2 separate regions of the Zea mays genome follow, and region 2 is linked to region 1. The links are chromatin contacts, called in public Hi-C maps. All regions are on one chromosome and are shown on one strand. The core of a region is the stretch at or near the end of the contact, and the rest is flanking DNA. Distances in the headings are between cores, read along the strand shown. Region 1 holds the start of LOC100194194. Region 2 holds the start of LOC103631596 (bromodomain-containing protein 4).

The links. A called contact is a pair of places that touch in the nucleus more often than the background predicts.
Region 2: a contact with region 1 is called in a Hi-C map of leaf, with 5 times the contacts expected there. The contact joins the promoter of LOC103631596 here to the promoter of LOC100194194 in region 1. A contact is called at or near these places in 6 of 25 Hi-C or Micro-C datasets (ear, endosperm, leaf and 2 more).

Annotation. Positions count from the first base shown.
Region 1 is chr1:6,792,390-6,796,842 of Zm-B73-REFERENCE-NAM-5.0, forward strand. It overlaps LOC100194194, which reads right to left and starts at 1,254. Exons shown (of 13, transcript NM_001359424.1): 1 at 920-1,254; 2 at 1-782. The coding sequence starts at 1,051.
Region 2 is chr1:6,977,999-6,983,089 of Zm-B73-REFERENCE-NAM-5.0, forward strand. It overlaps LOC103631596 (bromodomain-containing protein 4), which reads left to right and starts at 2,656. Exons shown (of 9, transcript XM_008652471.4): 1 at 2,656-3,809; 2 at 4,427-4,475; 3 at 4,569-4,653; 4 at 4,751-4,796; 5 at 4,879-4,977. The coding sequence starts at 3,540.

The sequences.
Region 1 (4,453 bases), core at 4-2,503:
CTGTTGCTCTGTGGAGGCAATGGCGATGAAGACATTGCTTGTACCTGTTGTCCAGGCACCATGCCCATTGTGCTAGGTAAACCTGGACCAAATCCACGTGTTGTCTGAGAAGGAGCAGCTCCTGGTATAGCTCGTGGGATGCCTCCAACTGAGGCAGCATTACCGCCTTGCCAACTGATAGATCCTTCCATGCTGCCTCCATGGACCAAACCTTGATTGATTCCAGGCGCTTGAGCTTGAAATGAAGCTGCTGGAGTTCCAACCTGTGGTGGCCGCATGAAACCGGTACTAGAAGGTTGCTGTTGAGTAATTCCCAGGTTAGGAGGCTGTGGCTGCATTGCCCTTGGTGCAGCAAATTGAGTTGCTTGTAGAGCACCACCCTGACTCGCAGCTGGCATCATAGAACTGATCCCTTGGGGCCTTGGAGCAGCACCAGGGTTCACCTGCAGCATACTAACTTGGGTAGATGTCGGCATCATACCGCTTCCCTGGGGCCTTGGTGTGCCAGCCGGATTCATCTGAGCTGCTCCAACCTGCCCGGGCGTCATCGCAGCGCTCCCCTGAGGCCTAGGCGCCCCCGCAGCACCCATCTGTGAACGAGCCGCCCCCGCGGCTATCTTGGGAGCTGGAATTCGAGCCGCGGCGGGACCATACAGTGCCGACTGCACTATGTCGGGCGTGAGCTGACGCCCGCTCTGCGCTACGGTGACCAGGCGCAGCGCGTTGAAGAATTCCGGGCGGCCGAGGAAACCAGTCTTGTTCTGATCGGCGTGCATCCATACCTGCGCCCATCCGAGAAACTCTTAACGCGTTCGAATCCGCGGGGCAAGGATCTAGTATGGTTCGCCGCTATCACGCCTAAAATTGGACGCTCAAGTGGGCGAATGCGCGAATCCAAGGGGAGGGTATAGAGGGGCACCTGGGCGAGGACTGGCTGCGGCAGGTTGGCGCCCTGGAAGAAGGCGACAGCTTCCTGGCCGCTGATGCGGCCGTCCTGGTCCAAATCCGCGCGGCGGAAGTATGCCTCAAAGGCCTCCGTTCCCGCCGCCATCTTCGGGATCCAAGAGAGGAGATCACGCCTGCGGTGGGTGCAGCTTGCTGGATCTGCCAAGTCGGGCGCTGGAGATCTCGGGGGAGCGTGTCGCGGCGGGGCTGCTGGCTGCAGGTGCAGGAGGCCCAGTGGTTTCCCGCTGTCGCCGACCGAGATGGTGAGCGGACAAATTTCTCAATCGTCCCCTTCGAGTTATCAGTTCCTTTAACCGCTCAAAAATGAATTCGTTAGCTAGACTCCCGATTTTTTTTTAAAAAAAAATATTGCCGGTGTTAACACTACCATTTTGGAGAGGCAAGGTCGTAGGGAGAGAGAAAGGATGAGAAACGACTCAGATAATATCGTCAATTAGATTTGATTAAGTGGGAGAAAGTTATCCAGCAAACTTAATCGTTGGTTTTGATGGTGTTAAATCTGATATAAATAGTTTGGTGAATTTAGTGAGGTTTATTGATGTGGAGTGATTTGGTTGAATGAGTTTTGCAAAATTTAAACTGATAGATTATATATTGGTATAGATTAACCTTCTAAAAAACATATTTCCAATTTCTATGTTTAAAAACTGAACCCTAGAGATTGGTGGCATAATATATGATGGATGTGTTTAGTTGCGGGACAACTATGTCAGTCGAAAACAACCAAGTCCTCTAACGTCTCCCTAGTCCATCCAATTATGACAAATAGCTAGATACGGTAGTTGAATGGTTATTGTTTAGCTCCAAAATGAGCTGCGGATGGTCCGCGTCTGTGGGCCGGACGGTCCGCGCATGCGCAGAGCAGATTAGGGTTCCGAGTTTTGTGCTACGGTTATTAGCTATATTCGCGGAATTAGCTCGGGAGATTAGTTTGTAAAGGGTCCAGCCCCCTCCTCTATAAATAGATAGGTATACGACCGATTTGGAATGATCAATCGAATCAATAATACTTCTATCTCGCATTTATTTCTTGTACAATTAGAAGTAGTTCTAGTCTAGTTCTAGTTTAGCCTCTCAATCCTCAAATTCTCCGCTTCTCTTCGACTCTACGTCGATTAGAGGAGTCTAGGTCGGCCTGCCCGAGCCTAGACAACTCATAGGATCTCTCCTCCCCGACGGGGTCCCTCCCGGGAGCGAGATCCAGGCGCCGCCGGCGACCTTTGCCCCCCCCCTGCGCAAGCGCGAACTGTTCGACCGTCAGGCAGGGAACCCTAGCCCTGCGCCAGGTCGTGGACCGTCCGACCCCTGGTCGCGGACCGTCCGCGCCTGTGCAGAGAGCACCGCCGCTGGTTCTTGTTGAGTGTTTGGCGCCCGAAAAAGGCGTCAACATACTTTTTGGCGACTCCGCTGGGGACAATTTCATATAGACCTATCGAGATCGACCCTCAATGGCCGGTTCAAAGGATAGCTTTGAAGTTTCCACCAGCAATATCATCAAGCCGACATGGGAAACCTTGCCGGTTGAAGAACAGCTCCTATTCGAGGAGCACCAGGAGCAGCTGATCCAGAAAGCAAAGGCGAAATTCCCGGCCGACTTCAAGATGGACAGGAACAACAAAGTCGTTCGGCAACAGGCGACAGATCTGGCTTCGCTCCGACCTACTACGAATACCCCCAATGTAAGTAGCACCGATGAGCTCCAATCTCTTAAAGCTTACATAGACGAACAGCGAGAGCAGATGCAACATATCGAAGGGGATATACAAAATGATCATAAAAGGCTAGTGTGTGCGCTTGATAAGTCTACTATTGCAAATCTTCCTTCTCACGAGGTTGAACCGAGGGAATACACACGTGATTCATCGGCAACAGGTTGTCACGACCAATCACAACCCCTTTATGAGATGCCGATAGACATGTACCCTGGGCAACAACAGCCTCTCACGCACATCGGCGATAAATTTGCCGATCTGCTCATGTCTGGACCGTCCGCACGTGAGCGCGGACCGTCCGGGCCAGCGGCGGCCGATCCCATTTTTAGAAGCGAATTACCGAGGCCTGCATCCAAGCCGCCACATACCCTGCAAACCCTAGATAACCCATTCGAACCGTCCACGTATGACGCCAGACAGTCCGAATATAACGCCACATTGCCGGACAGTCCGCGCACGTAACTGGACGGTCCGCGTATTTAACCGGACGGTCCGGCACAAAGTTTTTTAAGGAGGATGGATATCCAACTCCGCATCCGTCCCAGCTAAACTCTCCATCTCACCATGCGACACACCAGCACCATAATATAACCTACCAAACCTGTGATAGTGATTACTTTCTGGCCTCCAGAAGGCCAGAAAGGAATGGCCAGTCCTATGAGCCTCATAGGGCATGTATTAACGCACCGCAAAACCCAAACCAATGGGGAGGAAAACAACATACCAACATCCAAACAACCTCACCCATATTGGATCAAAGAGACGATGGTCTCCCACCGGCTGCCATCGATATAGTAAGAGAGGAAATAATTGGGGCGTTCCGAGATAAGCTCGGAGTTAGTATAGTCCCCGGGGGTGAAAGGGAAATATGCTTACACCTTTTCCTAATTGATTTTGGTGGTTGAATTGCCCAACACAAATAATTGGACTAACTAGTTTGCTCTAGATTATGAGTTCTACAGGTGCCAAAGGTTCACAACAAACCAATAAAAAGACCGAAAAAGGATTCAAATATAGAGAGCAAAAGACAGCCGAAGTGTGCCCTGGTCTGGCGCACCGGACTGTCCGGTGTGCCACCAGACAGTGTCCGGTGCACCAGGGACTCCAACTCTGAACTGCTCACCTTCGGAAATTCTGGGAGCCACTCCGCTATAATTCACCGGACTGTCCGGTGTGCCAGCGGAGCAACGACTACTTTAGCGCCAATGGTCGCCTGCAATAGCATTAAATGCGCTACAGTGCGCGCAGAAGTCAGGCACGCGCCAGAAGGCGCACCGGACAGTCTACAGGACCTGTCCGATGCACCACCGGACTGTCCGGTGGCCCAGAAGACAGAAGCTCCAACGGTCAGAATCCAACGGCTGGGTGATGTGGCAGGCGCACCGGACTGTCCGGTGCGCCATGCGACAGCAGTCTTCACCAAACGGTTAGTTTGGTGGTTGGGGCTATAAATACCCCCAACCACCCACCATTCATGACATCCAAGTTTTCACACTTCCTACACCTTACAAGAGCTATAGCATTCAATACAAGACACACCAAAGAGATCAAATCCTCTCCCAAGTCCAAAGATCATTCCCAATCAAATAGTGACTAGTGAGAGAGTGACTTGTGTTCATTTGAGCTCTTGCGCTTGGATTGCTTCTTTTCTTCATTCCTTCTTGTGATCAACTCAATTGTAACCGAGGCAAGAGACACCAATTGTGTGGTGGTCCTTGCGGGGACTTAGTGTCCCGTTTGATTGAGAAGAGAAGCTCATTTGGTCTAAGTGACCG
Region 2 (5,091 bases), core at 1,406-3,905, 190 kb after region 1:
GAGCGGACCGACGGACACACCATGTGTCGGTGGTCCGGTTCCATCAATTGGTATCAGAGTCGTTCTCTTCATCAAGGGATTAACCGCCCAAAAAGATGGATCCTAAGGGCAAGGTAATGGTGATCAACGATAAGGAGAAGGAGACTTTCAACATTGATGAGCCAAAAGGTGACAAGCCCACTGATTCATGCTCAAATAACAATAGAAAGGATGGGAAGAAGAAAATGCGCATCAAGAAGATTATCTACTACGAGACCGACATCTCCTCTTCTTCACCAAGGGACGACGAAGAAGAAGACTCGTCCACGAAAAAGAAAACGATTAATCAAAATAATTCATTTTATTATTCCCACATTTTATACAATTCAAATGCATATTTGTTGTCTATTTCACTTGGTAAACCCCCCACTTTGACAAAGAGAACTACTCTTTTTGGAATCATAAAATATGTAGTAATTTATTTTCTCTCAATCCTAGCATTTGGGAAATAGTGGAAAATGGAATGCATTCTGATAGTAGCGATAATCCCATATTATTAACGAGTAAATTCATAAGAATGTTCAGGCTACTACTGTGTTGTTAGCATCTCTATGCAGGGATGAGTACAATAAAGTTAGCGGTTTGGACAATGTCAAGCAAATATGGGACACCCTCAAGTTTTCTCATGAGGAAAATGATGCCACCATGATTACAAATATGGATCTGGTGGAAGGAGAACTGGGAAGGTTCGCCATGAAAAGGGGAGAAGAGCCAACTGAAACCAACAACAAGCTCAAGGCCCTGGTGAACAAGATCCAGAGCTATGGGAGTACAAGATGGACGAATCATGATGTCATTCGACTCAAACTAAGGTCATTTATCGTTATTGATCCTCATCTTGTAAACCTCATCCGTGAGAATCCCAAGTACGCCAAGATGATGTCCGAGGAAATTCTCGAAAAAATCATAAGCGGGTGAATGATGGTAAAGGAGGCAAGGTACGTTGATGATATTGCCAACTGACCACTTCCTCTCTACGAGCCGCAGCCCGTTGCTCTCAAAGCAACAAGCAGGCGCTACCTAACAAGGTGGCACAAGTGTAGGCTGCCCGACTCAATAAGGAAGAAATGACGCTTGTAATCAAGTGTTTCAAGATCGCATTGAAGAGACACAAGGAATACCCTAATAAGAACAAGTCAAGGGGAAAACGTCTTGCTTCAAATGTGGTAAGTCTGGTCATTTTATTACGCAATGTTCCGATAATAAAAATGACCAGGTACAAGAAAAGAAATGAAAGAAGGAAAAGAAAAAGAATTATCAGAAGGCAAAGGACGAGGCTCACATTGACAAGGAATAGGACTCGGACTGCTTTTCATCCGACTCCGACGATGAGGGACTTTTTGTCTCCACCTTCGACAAATCCTCCCTCTTCCCCAACGAGCGGCATACCTGCCTCATGGCTAATGAGAAGAAAGTACGTACACGAGACACTCCTAAGTATACCTCTTCTAGTGATGATGATTCTGATGATGAGGTAGATTATAGCGATCTCTTTAGGGTGTGTTTGGTTTGAGGTCAAAGTAGGATGAGGCGGGGCGACACCATCCCTCAATTTTTTGGGATCACGCCACCACCAAAAAATTACTCTGGTGTTTATCTCGCCCCCACTTGACTCACATCCAAAAACTATAGAAACTGTGGCCGTCCCCTTCCATCCTTCATTATACATCCAACCAAACATACCCAAAGTTGATAAAATTAATTAATTAATTGATGCCTTAATGAGAATGATAGATTGCTAGAGAAAAAAGAAGATATTCTATAAGAAGAACATGATAAGTGTGTTAATGCTGAAAAATCTCTAGATATGGAAATTAAGAAAAATGAATTACTCTCTTCTGAGTTATCTGGACTTGTTTGAAACTGCTCCACAAACTCTCTCCTATAGACATTATGGTGCAACTCTAAAAAACAAGAGTTTATGGAGCATCTCTTCAGGTGCTATCTCAACTCCACCATTCTGTTTCGATTAGAGTTTGTAGAGCTATAATTGTTTGGCTGGGAACCATGGAATGCATAAAAAATTGGAGTAGAGTAGTCCTAAAGAAACTAGAAATCAACTGTATTAAGGGTTGTTTGGCTAAAAGATGATTGAAGGGAATTGACAAGAAAATTAGTTCATTTTCTCTCACCCCCTCCAATCCCCTTCTAATCAAACAAGCTCTAAGGGTTTATTTCTTTGGCATGTAAAACAGATTGCCCATCAGCCATGCAGCACAGCTCCATACATCTGAACGTTTAGAAATGCATATTGCAGCAAGCAAAACTGTTTATATGTTAAACAAATATGCCATAAAAGTGTTCAGGATAATTAGTCCTAGGTCTTAGAGTTTTGTAATGGCCGATTCGCTCAATCATCCATAGATTGTCTCCAACAGATCGTGCATATGATCGTTGAAAAATATTATTTTGCACTATAAATCATTCTGTTAACATAGTGAAATTTAAAATACTAGAAGTGATGAAAGATAAGATGAGTAAGCTATTGAAGACAACCTTATGTCTTAGCCATGGCACACTTTCTATGCACATTTTTTCATCCTTGAATATTTTGTTTATTTTCTTATTTTATCTACCCACCCTTTGCTAATAAACGTCACTGAGATCTCACAAATAAATGAGCTATCATTTTCAATGCACTGTAAATGGCACACTATAAATGAGCTACTTTTATCTAGCCCCTGCATGCAATTCTGCAAGAGTCACTTTAGAATCGAACCAAGTGTTGCTCACCCTTTAGGTTACAAAAGCTATTAGATGTTTAGAAGAAATGGAGGCCGTGGTGCAATCTAAAGCTAGATGATCAGAAGTTAAGGACGTGGACTATCTCAACCAATTCAAGAGCTTTGTTGTTTATCCATCTTGTAGTCCACCATTACCTATTTGCTCCTCTTTTGTGAAGTAAAAAATACAAACGGTAATTGCTCCTTCGTACACACATGTAAATGGGGTATAAAAAATGAAAAGTAGATAAAAACCATGGACTTCGCCAAGAAGAAGGGAAGAGTGGTTGCTTGGAAGATGGCAATAAACGGAACAGTGACTGCGACGTAAAGAGTTGCGGGAGATATAAAACGAGACCAAACTCCTCATCGCACTGACAGGTGGGTCGCACTGCCTTCTATTCCAACGAAAAAAACAACCACCCACACGACCCTGGGGCACCCACCAATCGGGTCCGGCCACGGCACAAACGCGCCCGGTCCCACCCCACCAAACGCGCCCGCGGCCGGCCGATCCGACTCGCAACAACGCGGGGAGCTTTATCCCCCTCTCGTTTCCATGTGGGGCCCTATACAGACCGGACCCGCATGTCATGACATACTGGGCCCCAAAACAGCCGAGCAGACCGACGCAAACCGAAAGACCCCAGGGGAAAAAAATACCAAACGCACGCAAAGCCACACGCACCTCGACCCGTTCCCAGGCCATCACACCACCAGCACCACCTCGTCCCCCGTACCTGCCTCGCCGCCGCCGCCGCCTCCTGCCGGCCTCCGATGGCGAAGACCCGCAAGCCTCCGGCCCCTCCTTCTCCGCCGCCGCCCCCCGCAGAAACGCCATCCCCGCAGCGGCGGCGCAAGAAGAAGGGCCGCCCGTCCCTCCTCGACCTCCAGCGCCGCAGCCTCCGCCTGCAGGCCCAAAACCCTAGCCCCGCCGCCTCGCCCACCCGCCGGGACCCCAATCCCTCCGACGACGATGAGGACGGGACCGGGAGCGGGCGGCGGCGGCAGAAGCGCCTCAAGAGCGTCCTCTCCGGCGTCGTCAAGGTCGGGGCCCTCCCTATCTCGCGCCAAATTTTCGAAAATTGCGGGCTCTGGGGACCTCCCCGAGGGGGTTTTGGCCGCGGGACACGCGGCGATGCTGAGATGTAGTGGTTGGATCTGCGGTTCGGGATTTTTATTGTGGGTGGTGGGGGTTGTGGTACGGCTCGCCTCTGTGGCGGGGAATCTAGCGGGGATCAGTGGTGTTCTGATGGTGGTATCTGCGGATTTTTAGCTCTGGGAGGGCGGTTGCTTTTTTTTAGGTGGGTTTGGAATTCCTTTTGGCGCCCCTCGAGTCCGGCCGGCCTAGGGATCTTGACCCTCCTCACTGGCTAGCGCTTTAATCCTTACCTCGGAAGGAATAGTGGGCGGATCTGACACGTTTTGGCGGATTTGACCTTTTTCTCCTACTGATGGAGGTGTAAGCATTGTCCGGACGGCGCGCGACAGAAAAAGGTCGCCGTTTTCAGTGCCGACTGCTGCGGAACTTGCTGCAACACTAATTTCCCTGCAATTCCCACTGCATGATGCGACCGCTGGCGCCCTTACAAGCATAAAAGAATGTGTTTATTGTGGTGGATTCCTGTTCTGATTGCCGTTGTTTCGCTTCTTTGATGCTGCAGGAGGAGCAGGGGGAGGGGAAGAAGGATGCAGCGAAAGCGACGGGGAAAGGTAAGACTTGGAGGGAACCAAAGCATTAGCGTTGAAGTGGTTCAGCGATTTGAATTTTTCGTTGATTAACGTTACTTGCGCTCGTGGGAGCAGAGGACGCTGCGTCGGATGGTGGGCCCACGGGGACTCCCCTCCCAGACAAAAAGTTGCTACTCTTCATCCTCGATAGGCTCCAGAAGTGAGTGCCCTGGCCCCATCCTGATGTAATTCTCGTCCAATAACGATTGGTTCGGTTCCATGTGCTTACTTACCTGTATTCCTTGCACTGCTCTCAGGAAGGATACTTATGGAGTTTTCTCGGAGCCTGTCGATGCAGAGGAGGTGAGTAGTGGAGCTCAGGTTCTGTCTTGTTTTCAGATGGGAACTCGGATGCTAAGGCTGGTGTTTTTATGTGTACCTGCAGCTTCCAGATTACTTTGACATTATTGACCATCCAATGGACTTCTCAACAATCCGTGAGAAGCTGTTGAATGACTCGTATTCTAAGTTGGAGCAGTTTGAGGTATGCTGTTTGATTTTCTTTTGCCAGTTCTTTTGTTGTTGGCTGTGTTGGTGTTTCTTTTTTGTGTTATATACCCGCTTTCATTTGATCCTTTGGCTTAACTGAAAGTTTTCT